Linked DNA regions of Mus musculus: all the other regions are linked to region 1. The links are chromatin contacts, called in public Hi-C, HiChIP or PLAC-seq and promoter capture Hi-C maps. All regions are on one chromosome and are shown on one strand. The core of a region is the stretch at or near the end of the contact, and the rest is flanking DNA. Distances in the headings are between cores, read along the strand shown.

Region 1 (3,365 bases), core at 465-2,964:
TTTGCGATGAGTCCAGCTGCAGGAGACACTGGCTGCTTGGAACTGTTCATAGACATTGTTGTGGAGGTAAAAGCTGTCCCCTCAAGTCATCTCTCTGTCACAACTGTGCAGTCTCGGAGTGCAGACATCTGTAGCATACAGGACAGGAATTATAAAGACCTAATTACCAGTCAGTCATCTGACATTTAGAACCAAGTGCCTCAGCACCCTGGGATGGGGTGGATTTGCCCAGCCTATCATAAGTCAGGTTGCAGGACCCTGCCGCCAGCATGCATCTGTTCTGGTTGTCTCTCTTTCAAGATAAAGATACCGCCCAAACTGACACCATCAGTTCACTTCCCTAGAAAGAGAGAGAGAAATCTAAAAAAAAAAAAAGCCATCCTGATGTATCCTTGACATCTTGAATCATTTGAAGTCTTACTAAAGCACTAAGAAGGTTAGATTTCAAACCAATGGAGTTTTTAACGCATAGCAATCTATTGAAATAACTAATCCTTTAAAATCCTGTTCTTTTCTCTGTGGGACATTGACCCCTCCCCAAGTACTTGATCCACCTGCTGGTCATAAAGCCAAGGTCATGAAAGGGCAACAAACAGAATCAATCTCTCTCTCTCTCTCTCTCTCTCTCTCTCTCTCTCTCTCTCTCACACACACACACACACACACACACACACACACCTCACACTCAGTCACACTTTGACTCATGGAAGAGTGTTGAGGCTGTGATTTCTGATCTAGCCTTCTTTCACGGGGCAGAAATCCCTGCACCAAGATGAGGAAGGGTGCTGTCAGGTTACTGTAGCCTCCAGTGAGAAATGCTGTACTGTTTGCTGTTTGGGTTTTTTGCCCCTAATGTGTTGAGTCCTAAGTCCGTGCTAGCTTCAGGACCACACCACTGGATAATTAGATTGTTTTCCCAGAGCAGCTTTCCCGGAGGCTGGGGATTTGACAGCCCAGAGGCTTTAGGTGCCTGAAGGAAAGAGGCTGGCTGCCCCCTCGGTGTCTTACTCACATTTCTACTTTCGACAGTTGCAAAGCCCACACCCCAAGGGGCCTCAGCTTGCAACATTGCCTCTAAACCTAACCAACTTGCTGAAACTTTTTGCAATTTCTCAAACTCCGGAGAGTTCTTTTCCCTCCCACCCTGGGGGGCGCCAAAGGTCTGCGGCAGCCGGGGTAAGGACCATGTAGTGCAGCCAGCAGGGAATCTCAGGGAAAGAAAGGGGTAGCCCTGTGTGCGTGCTTCTCTCCTGAGGGTGGTGGAAATCCTTGCTACTGAGCCCCATCCTTACAGTGAAGCCCCCAAGCCCTTCTTTCCTCATAGCACACCACGAATTGGGTCCAAAATCCCTGCCAGTCTCAGCCTATAGTGCTCTCCAGCGGGACCCCTGCAGCTGTTGCCACCGGAGTTTATCAACCCTGGGTTCAGCTGGAGAATCCAGGGACCGTGGGAATCCGGCCGTGGGAATGCAGCCACGGGGTTTTTACCTCGGCATCCTGAGCCACTGAGTGGTTGTGTCCGGAGCAGAAGAGCGCTGAGCCCGGTGTTCCATGGCGCAACCAGCCCTGCGCAGCCGCAACCTCGGGTTCCACCTCTCTTTCCTCCCTAGGACACTTCTGAGCACTGGATCACCCGCAGGACCTATTGTGTCCTGAACTCCAGAGCACCTAGAGATGCTCCCAGCCTCTGCAGGGTGGAGGGCTGGGTGACCTCCGCCCCTTCCTCGTCTCTCTCCTCTCCGCCCACTTTCTCTGCCCGCACAGGGTGAGGCTGCTGCACGGTCCTCTGATGCTTTGGCCACCGAGCAGCAGAAGACAACGCTTTTAGCCACCAGGCAACTACGGAAAGTTTTGCTTTAAACTCGTTTCCAAATGAAAGAGGTCATTTCCGAAGCTTCAAGACAGAAACAAGGAAAACCAAGGCATGTTTAGAGCCTGGTGTGTGGGATTGTCGGGTACAGCTTATGGGGAATGAATTAATTCCAGGTCCAACCAAAAAGGGACGCGGAAATCTGGGTAAAGGTCTGCCAGTTTGAAAGAGAACTTCTAGCAGATATCCACAGGGAGTGAATTAGAAGTTCTGGGCAACTGCTGTAAGAGGAACAGCCTTAGGCTCCACTGTCACTGGAGTGCAAGCCGGGTAAGAGTATAAAGGGAAGTGAGAGCTGCGTTCTTAAGCACCTGCTGGCCTGGGATTCGAGACCTTTTGGGAGCTTCGAAGTCCTTGAGAGAATTTCTAGTGACATCCACAACAAAGGATATACACCTTATAGATTTTGTAAAATGTACTTTGTGTTCAAGTAAAGGCGCGCTCATTTTTCATTAAGAACTGTTATTTGAGCTTGTTAAACGTATAGTGCTGTGTGAACTTGTACAATGTGAGTTCTTTTCACTATGATTGTTTTTTAGCTAATAACATCCACACCTCTGAATATGTCATTTCCAGCGCAGCACTTGTGTGCCCCTATTACCTCGATTTCCCTTCTGGCCCTAGCAAAAGGTTGTCACTAGCTGTGTAAAGAGTTCTGGAATCTGCTTCTCCATTCCAGAGCCAGAAGGTGCTTCCAAATTCCTGAAGATCGAAAGGGCTCATAAAGTGCAAAGGCAAGATAAAATAAATTAGCCATTAACTGTAGAAAAGTCCGGCTGCACACTCTCCCCCTGTGGTGGAGACAGAGCAGTTTTAATTGATATTATCATAGCGTGTTTAAACTGTGACTTGGGTATGGTCAGAGAGGTCAATGTTTTGATTAGTTGGAAAATGCTGTGTCCCGGGATGGCCAGTATCCAAAGAACAACCCTGTCACAAGCCACACTGAAAATGTGACACGGAGTGCCACTCTTTCCTTTAATGATTAACAGTCCTTGGTTGCAGCTCAGTGTGTTGATGGTTTTCCTTGTGTTTCTCTCGTGGAAATGGCCCTCTATGGGGGGGGGGGGGGTCTTCTCTGTCATTCCCCTGTTCTCACCAAATCTTTGAAGTAGTGAATTCTAGAGCCAGATTTCGATTTGGGAATCTCTGCAGCTTGGAGACAGGGGCATCTCACACCAGTGCTGTGGAACTGGGTGGGAAGGAACCAGCCTGCTCATTCAATGTCAAATTGTAGCACTCAATAAAACCAAGGCAATTGTGATTTCTTTTCCAAAGCACTACCGGAATTGCATCATTTCTTCAATCTATTCTGCATCTGTTATTGGAATTCCCTCTTTAGAACCCCATTCCTTAACCAACACATAGTTCAGACAAACTAGACATATTAATATTAGCAGGGCAAGGTGCTCTCAAAAAGTGAACAATGAACAACTTTTAATGTTGCTCCCAGGCCTATGTGCCACCCTAATCTGACTCCCAGTTCCTAGTCCCC
Region 2 (3,153 bases), core at 64-2,563, 280 kb after region 1:
CTAATGATGAGTGAAAACAAATAATGATGATACTGATGATGAATAAAAGCCCTTTTAGGTCGAGAATTGTAAAATAATGTACTTTATTTATTTATTTATTTATTTATTTATTTATTTTTGGTTTTTCAAGACAGGGTTTCTCTGTATAGCCCTGGCTGTCCTGGAACTCACTTTGTAGACCAGGCTGGCCTCGAACTCAGAAATCCGCCTGCCTCTGCCTCCTAAGTGCTGGGATTAAAGGCGTGCGCCACCACGCCCAGCTATAATGTACATTTTTATGTCTCAAATTAAAGTGCAGCATTCATACAGACGTGAATTGCTTTAGTGACGATCAGCTGGCATTTTTAGCAAGCCTACAAACTCAATCTTAGCTGTCTGGTAGGAAGAAAAGCGTTCGTCTCCAGTCCCACTCCAAAGCCAGGATGTGAATCCCAGGGAAATCAGTGTAGACAAAACTGATTCGAAAGCCTGTTGTGTCTCAGGACAAGCATTAGCAACGTGGCTTGGCTCCTCAGTAGCAAGAGGAAGTGGCACTCTCCCGGTTCTTCATGCCACGAAGGACTTAGCCTGGAGTATGATGCCACACTTGAGGGCAGGGGCAAAGAACAGGATCTCAGCAAACAGTAGGCACAAAGGGACTGAACGCTACCTGAGCGGTCAAGAGAGTCCAGGGAGTGAGGCATAGCTCAGAGCCTGTGCCTGGCACACCTGAGACCCTGGGATCCACCTAGAACTTCTGTTTAAGTTTCAGAAGTCAGGAGGAAAGGCAAAACAAAATCTTACGAGCACACAAGAGACCATAGAGAAGGGTTACATCCTAGATGGCTGGAAGCCATTTATAAAGAAAGTGAAAGAGAAAAAAAAATCAGTATTTTAGTAACATAGAAAAAAAGAAATTAATCTCTTACGGTTCAAAACTGATGTAATTTTTAAAATATGTTTCTCATTAAATTTCAGCTGAATGTATGGGCTCATTTCATTTTTTCTAACTCCTCAAAAATATGATCTGGCCCTTTAACCATATTTTTTTCTTTTTCCTTTTCTTTCTCTTTTCTTCTTACTTACCAGCTCAGGGTGAGCTGCTGGAATTCATTATATAGCACAGGCCTGCTTCAAACTCCAATGATCTTCCTGCCTTGGCCTCTTGAGTACTGTGATTACAGACATGAGCCACCAAGCCCAACTGCCCTGACCTTTTGGGACATCTATGGGGACTTTCCACTGAGATCTGACGGCCCCCATGGTACACTTGGTTTTCACACAACGTCATAGCTTACAGTCATGTTCTAATGGCCGTGGCTAATGGTTTACCCTGTACAGCAATCGCCCTTTGGTCAATGTGCACCATGGCCCACAGGCAGTGATTAAAAGCATGGACTGTAGACTCTCAACTAAGCCAGCATCCTCGGAGCTTGCAGCTACAGCTTGAGGAGTAAAATCCTTATCTGTAAGCAGAATGTTGTCTACAGGGCTGAGCAGGCTCCCACAGAGCGAATGCATGGAGGACTCTGGGCCGGGCAGCCTACACCTACTAGCAGACTGCTGTGGCTGCCCAATGGTTGAGAGAGGGTGAAGGGTGACTGGGAGTGGGAAGGAGGGAGGGAGGCAGAAATGGAGGGAGGGAAGGAGGTGGGGAGGGGGGGAGGGAGGCTCTTCACTCCCTCCAGAACAAAGCCATTCACACTCTTTCTGAAAATGGGAAACATGCGAAGGTCCTTCTTCATAAGTTCAAAAAGTTCACTCCAAACATCAGAAGCACAGGCCTCTCTCCCTCTGTCTCTGTCTCTTTGTCTTCATTCGCATATATTTTCACCCCTCTCAAATAAAGCCATATAATGGCTCCCTTCAATTGGGAGTAGCAGTAGATAAGCCTAATAGGGTTCCACTCAGAGTCCCCAAAACAGAGAGATGCAGCAAAGCCTTCACAGATGCTCCACACAGGAGATCCTCTAGAGGCTGTCCCATTAGCAGGAGGCCTTGCAGGGGAAGAACAGTGCTGTGGAGAGCCAGGGTGATGGATGTAATCCCAGAACTCTGGCCTCTGCCCCCTCCATCCCAGAAAGGGAAACACAGCCCTCCCCTAACCTGCCTCCATCTTGAGTGGGACGACAGAGCTTGGCAGAACGTTGCAACAGACTCCAAGCTGCAAATCCAGGGATGCTTGCCGTCCCTGGGTTCCCAGAACAGACAGATCTCAGGGACTGACAAATACAAGCCAGGTTCACTAGGAGCAGACCCTACCACCGGTTTATCCCACAGGAAGAGAGTGGTTTTACACAGCATTGAAACCAACGGGTGTCATTTTATAGAACTGCTGTGTTAACTCTACAATCTTGCGATTATTTTTAATTATGCACATACACAAACGTGCATTGAGTATGTGTGTGTGTGTGTGTGTGTGTGTGTGAGAGAGAGAGAGAGAGAGAGAGAGAGAGAGAGAAGGGGGGGGTCAGAATCTTCCTTTAAAAGTGGTGTCTGAGCAGACACCCAGCCACCAGGGGTAAAGACGCGAGATGACCACAGCCAACGGCAGAGAGGACTGAACAGAGCAGAGGAGAAACCGGTCCAGCCCATGAGTTCTGCAAAGTCAAAGACTTCAGAAGCAAGGAGAGGGCAGTTGCACAGTCCCGCCCAGCCGGGTGACTCTGCGCTTTCTCTCTCTGGCCTGCCTGGGATGATTCATCTAAAACTTCCCTCCGACTGCTGTGAGCCCTGAGCTGCTCAGGATACTTGGCAGCAGATCAAAGGGCTGGGCATGAAGGGCGTTCCCTTGGGCCAAGGCTCTAAACTGGGAGTTAGCAATTATGTCTGATGCATTCATGAGTGTTATGCACATACGGTGCTTGTAGCTTTTTCTTTTTTTAACTAGTTGACAACTTTTTGGTTATTGGTTTGTTTTATTTATTTATTTATTTATTTATTTATTTATTTAGAGACATGGTCTCATGTAGCCCAGACTGGCCTTGAACTTAATTTGTAGTCAAAGGTGATCTTGAATTCCTGATCCTCCTACATTCAGCTCGCACACGATGAGATTACAGGCTGAAGATTCTTAAAGTCCTGGTTTATGTGGTACTGGGGACCGAACCTAAGACTCCGGACATTCTAGGCAAACACTCTACACCCCAACCGCACTTCTATCTCTCTCTCTCT
Region 3 (3,313 bases), core at 785-3,284, 360 kb after region 1:
AGAGGTGCACTTGAGCACTCCATAAGATGGAGCCAAATAACCTGCGTTTACACAAGTGGCTTTGTGGGAACTCACACACCACTCCACCTACTCAAGAGTGGCCAGAGTACTGGCACTGTCTCAAGAGCCTGCTCGCTCCTGAGAGGTCACACCACGGCATTCTCAACTGTGTGACCATGGGGAACAGACAGCCTCAACTATCCACATCTTGCTTCTTGTAATTACTCACTCACTTTGTAAGAACTTGACACTGTGGATTTGCACGAATTACAACCACAGGCAGCAGCATGCTTGGGACTGACCCAAAATTAAAGCAGGAGGAAAAGGGCCCACCACTGCTCTGAGTTGTCGGTTTAGTTTGCTTAATGCATGGCCCTGTTTGAAGGACTTCTAATTAGGGAAATCTGGTGTTTAAATGCTATAAACAAGGGGAAAACAGTATGTTTCCATAGCCACCGTGACTTAAAAGACATTAGGGGAAGAATAATGCAAAAGAACTTTAGTCTGTTTTAACACTTGAAAACCCCAGAACTCACGTGAACTAATGCATGGTTGCCGCTGCTGCTGACTGACAATTTCAAACTCCTACTTTATGGCCACATTTACGACATTTATGGACATTTATGGAGATGCTGGACAAAATTCGGAATGGTAAAAGGAGATTCTCAAAGGCTACTGAGCTCACTGAGTCCTGATCTCAGAAGGCAAGAAAAAAAGTATGGCTGAGGGAAAGGGCAGCTGTCATGCTTCCTCTTCAGCCACATAGTAAAATTTCCAAAAGAAATAGTTAACTAAAACAAACTCAGTCATTGTTCCAACTAGGTGGCCATTTTGGGTTAGAGAAGGAGAGGGAGGGCGGGAGGGCGGGGGGGGGGGGGGAGGAAGAGAGGGAGGGAGAAAGAGAGAGAGAGAGAGAGAGAGATCTTGTTCTCCTGGCACAATATTAACTGTTTATAATTAAGCTAAAAACTTGTTCTGGTATTTTATGACATCAGGGAAATTCTTTCCTCTCTAGGCAGATTGCCAAAAACAACTAGAAGCTAAATGCCTGTGCCTTCTGCTTCTACGACACACCACTCCGTCTTGTTCAGTTTCAACTAGCGTCGCTCTAAAAGGACAAAAAACTTCTTGTTTTTCTAAATAAAACATAAATGGCCCAGAATTTGAATTGCCGATCTTAAAATTTTAAGTGACTGAAGATTCTATTAATTCTGGCAATAAAATCATTAAAAACAAAACAGGTTGCATAAGACTTTTAAACAATTCATTCACAGGCATGAGAATTTAAGGTTTCTTTTAAAATATAAAATGCTAAAACAATAAGTCTAACAGGAGAATATGAATAATACAATATTCTAAGAAAAAAACCCACAAAGACAAACATGACATTTCATTCATAGCTCATTCAAATAATCAAGGATTAAACCTTAGTTTTAACCTGTTATTTTTCTTTTTATTTTAGTATGTCTGATGTTCTCATGTAACGATAACCAGAAGGCTGAGAGAGAGAGAAAAAAAAAAGCTACGATTCAGACACTGCCAAAGGTACAGAAATATGCAGCTTACCTTCTTCGCCAAACTGATCATATATTTCTCTCTTTTTAGGATCACTCAGTACTTCATACGCTTCTGCGACCTCTTTAAATTTTTCCTCTGCTTGAGGAGATTTGTTCTTGTCCGGGTGAAATTTGAGGGCTTGCTTTCGGTAAGCCTTTTTAACATCTTCATCTGTAGCTCCTTTGTCAATTCCCAAAATGTGATAATAGTCTTTCCCCATTTCGAATGCCTTGAAATGAACTTAGATTTCCCTTTGTAAAAGAAAACAGCGTCCCCAGGCTTAGCAACACAATGATCCTGAGAAAATAAAGCAAGCTGGGTATCTTACAAGTTAAAGCAAATCAGCAACTCGGCTCAGCTGTCCAGAGGCAGCAGGCAGCGTCTCTATTTAATTCCTCCCCGGCAGCTCACTTACAGATAAATAGACACCGCACGGAGACGGCCTCAGCTAGACCCTCCCACTTCAACTACGTGTCTCTGTACTTTCTAGAACAGCGAACGAACGAACGCTACAGGACGTCACTTTCCCAGCGGCCTCTAGGCAAAGTACTGAGCTGTGCCTCTCCTCCTCCACGATTAACTATTCCCTTTCCTTCGTCCTAGCTGTACCCTTTTATTTCCTGTGGATTTAGCAAACCAGCACAGAATGCCGCAACTACATATACATTTACTCCATTAGAGGTAAAAAGGCAACAGAAATAATTATAGCCATTAGGCATCCCATGTTAAACTGATTATACAGTCAGAAAAGCCCTCAACTTACAGTAGGTATTCTAACTTCAATTTCAAGTTACCTAGCTATAAAATGTGCAGAACTAAAATATGAGGTGTTTACATTTAAAATCTTCAAATAATTTGGGTCATTTTCAAAATTTCTGGGGTCTATCGATCTGAAAAGTGAGGGAGCCACTATATAAAATGTCACATGGTAAAAGGACTGTTATAACATTGAAAAGCAGTATTTTAACATAAATAGGTGACTTAAGAATGGTTTTAACTAGGGGTTCTTTTTTTTGGAGGGGGGATAATACTTAATAAACCATTCCTTATCACAATGAAACGGAAAAGCCCATTCTGAGGGGGTCTTTATACTGCAGGGAATGTAGGGGAGAGAGGATCAGATTCCAGCACGCTCAGGTCAGTGTAACTGTCACCCGGGACCAGTTTACGGCCTGGATGGATTAGTTAGGAGAGGCAGTTAGGTAACAAGTTCCTTCAAAACACATTTCCCCTAATTTTAAGTATTTACTTGTTGACAAAGATTTTTTTGAAACAAGTGGGGGGGGGTTTTCTCCCTATCTTTTTAGTATTCCCTTGTAATATTAGTATATTTCATACCTTTAAAAAACATTTGTTGCGATTTGTTGTAATTTTTTAAATCAACAGTTTTAATCATTTTACATTTATATGTTATCTGATGCTTTCCTTCTTTAAAAATGTATCTTGAATAGATGAGAAATATTTTGAATGTAAATAACTCATCTTTTATCTCTTTTGTGGGTTTTCAATCTGTACCAGCTGGCTTTGTGTGTCAACTTGACACAAGCTGGAGTTATCACAGAGAAAGGATCAGGATCAAACATTTCTTTTTCACATTCCATGTCCCAAAGACCATGGGGAAGTTAACATCAGCAGTCATCATGAGAGTGCGACTCTGAAAGTGCATATGCCATCACACTCACCTATAAATATCTACCTGCTAATACAGGTGTAGGGGGTAGACTTGAGAGAGACTATGAAGAGAAGAGAAACTACA
Region 4 (2,947 bases), core at 287-2,786, 390 kb after region 1:
TATCAAGGGATGAACCATGCTTGAACTGTCCTTAAAAATGGATAGAAACCATGTTCTATATTTCTTTTGTGTGCATTTACTTACTATTCCCAGTTTCTGTGTCCACCCCTTCTATACCCACTTGTCATGTATTCCCAACAAACACTTGCACAACTCCGTGGTGTAGACAGTGCTAATTACAGTACTGATGGTGTAGAAGCAAAAGTGCATAACAACCTTCAGAAACTTAAATCTTGTTTTGTTTGTTTGTTTTTTAAAAAGGAGATCAGCAGGCTCCAGCTCCAGCTGGACAGGTTGATTATACAAAGGCTTGGGAAGAATACTACAAGAAAATGGGTATGCTCTACAGTTTACGTCTTATCCTTTATCTTAGTAACTAAACGGAAGTAAATACACATTACAAAGCTAGAGATGAGTAACAAAACATTTGCTTGTTTTTAAAAAAGAATACTTGAGGTAACTCATCCGTATGTTTTTATAATGTTAAAGTTTATATTAAACAAGCTAGGCAGTGGTGATACCTGCCTTTAATCCCAGTACTTGGAAGGTAGAGGAAGGTAGATCTCCGAGTTTGAGGCCAGCCTTGTCTACAAAGCAAGTTCCAGGACACTTGGGACTCTTAGACAGAGAAACCCCATCTTGAAAAACAAAAATAATAATAAACAGGAAAGGTGACATCCTGAAATTGACTGGAAGTTAAGACATATTAAGAGCAATTCAAGAAATTCTTATAATTGTGCTTATGGCAGAGAAATACAATTGTCAGCAAGTTAATAATTAAAACCTGGCATTTCCTTACTAGGTAATAATATATGGCTTTATTACTGTACTTTTGTGTAGTGGTCTAAATGGAATGAGATTAAATTTTAGGCCAGCAAAGTAGTTGTATCACTGGCTTTACTGCAAAATAAGCATAAAATTAGCCCACAGTGACATTGCTTTACATTTCTAAACATTTGCATGCATTGAAAAGGAAAAAAGGGTGACCTTTTAAAAAGATTTTGACAACTATTGAACGTAATTCTTAACATAACCATAGTGATTGTGTTAATGTATTTCTTGTCGGTGATACAGCTTTCGACAAAGTTCCTTTCAGAACAACTGTTTGGGGAAATGTGATAACAAACTTCTGCAGTGAACAGATGGGCTGATAACTTTTCTTAACCTCACTGATCGCAGGCAGGTTCTAACAGATGGACCTTAGCACTAGAAACTTGAAACCTGCCGGGCGTGGTGGCACACACCTTTAATCCCAGCACTTGGTGGGCAGAGGCAGGCAGATTTCTGAGTTCGAGGACAGCCTGGTCTACAGAGTGAGTTCCATCCAGGACAGCCAGGGCTACACAGAGAAACCCTGTTTGGGGCCTGGGGGGAAGAAACTTGAAACCTTAAAACAATATTGTGTGTAATTAGAATGCTTACATAATTTCTTCTCTGAACTGTGATATTTTTGAGAGTAGATGGAAATGTATTAATCATTCCGTGGTAGCCGTGCTGAAATAGTGCTACTTGTTTATAAGAAGCTGAGCATGCCAAGGTGAAAGTGCGCTAACTCCATTGTTTGTTTTTACTGTGTGAGTGTTGATTGGGTAGAAACCTGGTAACTGGACTACGTAATTAAGACAGAGTAAGGTATTTGTCTGTGCTCGATTATGTCATGTTATTTGTTTACATGACTTCAAATAAGTTTTATAGATATTTTGCATTCTGTATTCTTAAAAAGTATATTGACTAGGACTTTTGAGAGTAGGTATTTTAACTCAATTAGGTTTTAGTTTTTAATATTCTAGCACTTTCCAGCACACAGTTCTGTGAATTCCTCTTCTTCTAATTATTATTATTATTATTAGAGATTTATTTATTTTATGTATATGAATGCACTGTAGCTGTACAGATGGTTGTGAGCCTTCATATGGTTGTTGGAAATTGAATTTTAAGAACTCTGCTCAATCCGACCCAAAGATTTATTTACTGTCATAAATAAGTACACCGTTGCTGACTTCAGACATACCAGAAGAGGGCATCATATCTCACTATGGGTGGTTGTGAGCTACCATGTGGTTGCTAGGATTTGAACTCAGGACCTTGAGAAGAGTAGTACTCTTACTCGCTGAGCCGTCTCCCAGCCCGAATTCCTGTTCTTGGTTGTTATGTCTACCGATCAATCAGTTGGCATACATAGAGACAGACACACACAGACAGCAGCATCGTGCAGGATAACTATTTGGAGACTCATTTTCTTCATTTGTGCTTTTTTGTAATTATGTTGAAGATCTTAATCCTGTGAGCAAAAAAAGACTAACTGAACAATTCCCTGTCATATAGATCTTGAAAGATACTGTTTTAGGTAATTTAATTAATCATTGAATTAGTATTTTTAATTATATGATAGTTATAAAAATCATTTTTCCCTGTAAAACATTTAACTACAATTTTTTTCTGAAAGTATGGTCCTTGATATATTTTTTAGTATAATCATGAATTAAGAGACCTTAAAGCAAAAGGTTCAGAATAGAAGCTCAGGAGATAGATGGGTAAGAGTGCTTAATGACCTGGGTTCAAATCCCACTACCTATCTTAAAAGCCAATCATGACTGTTGCATGTTGGGAAGCAGTTGCAGGAGCTTGCTAGCCAACTGTGGATTCAGTAAAAGGAGCAGGGGAATAAGGTACAGAGGGATAGAAGAAGGCAAAGGCAGGCAGATTTCTGAGTTCGAGGCCAGCCTGGTCTGCAAAGTGAGTTCCAGGACAGCCAGGGCTATACAGAGAAACCCTGTCTCGAAAAAAAAGAAAAAGAAACTCATTTGCAGTTAACTTGCTTGTTTACAAAATTCATTAAGTATTTCTAGAATTCGATTTTTATCATTTGATAACTCAGAATGGTCACTTAAAACAAAATTACTAATAAACGCTGAGTTTTGGGCTGGTGAGATCGCTCAGTGGGTAA

Evidence for each region. Promoter capture Hi-C pulls out the DNA fragments that hold promoters and counts their contacts. Hi-C and Micro-C count contacts between places; a contact is called where the count stands out from the background. HiChIP or PLAC-seq counts read pairs in DNA pulled down with a chosen protein or histone mark.
Region 2: a contact with region 1 is called in a promoter capture Hi-C map of cranial neural crest. The contact joins the enhancer-like site here to the promoter of Ptgfr in region 1. A contact is called at or near these places in 5 of 39 promoter capture datasets (cranial neural crest, frontonasal cranial neural crest, liver and 2 more), 1 of 15 datasets of contacts at CTCF or cohesin (the NIH/3T3 cell line), 5 of 115 datasets of contacts at active chromatin or transcription factors (astrocytes, craniofacial prominence, embryonic hindbrain and 2 more) and 3 of 9 other capture datasets (adipose tissue, liver and pancreatic islet).
Region 3: a contact with region 1 is called in an H3K27ac HiChIP or PLAC-seq map of the NIH/3T3 cell line, with 2.3 times the contacts expected there. The contact joins the promoter of Dnajb4 here to the promoter of Ptgfr in region 1. A contact is called at or near these places in 2 of 39 promoter capture datasets (cranial neural crest and neural stem cells), 1 of 15 datasets of contacts at CTCF or cohesin (the NIH/3T3 cell line), 1 of 484 Hi-C or Micro-C datasets (muscle stem cells) and 2 of 115 datasets of contacts at active chromatin or transcription factors (the NIH/3T3 cell line and fibro-adipogenic progenitors).
Region 4: a contact with region 1 is called in a Hi-C map of liver, with 1.8 times the contacts expected there. The contact joins the enhancer-like site here to the promoter of Ptgfr in region 1. A contact is called at or near these places in 3 of 39 promoter capture datasets (the 3T3-L1 cell line and 3T3-L1-derived adipocytes) and 1 of 484 Hi-C or Micro-C datasets (liver).

The regions. Positions count from the first base shown.
Region 1 is chr3:151,835,814-151,839,178 of GRCm38.p6, forward strand. It overlaps Ptgfr (prostaglandin F receptor), which reads right to left and starts at 1,715. Exons shown (of 3, transcript NM_008966.3): 1 at 1,489-1,715; 2 at 1-128. The coding sequence starts at 56.
Region 2 is chr3:152,112,333-152,115,485 of GRCm38.p6, forward strand. The region is part of intron 3 of Gipc2 (GIPC PDZ domain containing family, member 2); the gene reads right to left. Among named protein-coding and RNA genes, the nearest start is that of Gm40179, 6.8 kb to the left of the region's middle. Within about 2 kb of position 1,314, at least 114 of the 459 cell types and tissues checked have an H3K27ac peak or open chromatin away from gene starts, as enhancers often do. A contact at or near this core is called in the NIH/3T3 cell line, adipose tissue and astrocytes, where this site is marked.
Region 3 is chr3:152,191,811-152,195,123 of GRCm38.p6, forward strand. Dnajb4 (DnaJ heat shock protein family (Hsp40) member B4) reads right to left here and starts at 2,035. Exons shown (of 3, transcript NM_025926.5): 1 at 1,567-2,035. The coding sequence starts at 1,777.
Region 4 is chr3:152,227,910-152,230,856 of GRCm38.p6, forward strand. It overlaps Fubp1 (far upstream element (FUSE) binding protein 1), which reads left to right. Exons shown (of 20, transcript NM_057172.4): 18 at 262-336. Among named protein-coding and RNA genes, the nearest start is that of Fubp1, 19 kb to the left of the region's middle. Within about 2 kb of position 1,537, at least 3 of the 459 cell types and tissues checked have an H3K27ac peak or open chromatin away from gene starts, as enhancers often do. A contact at or near this core is called in liver, where this site is marked.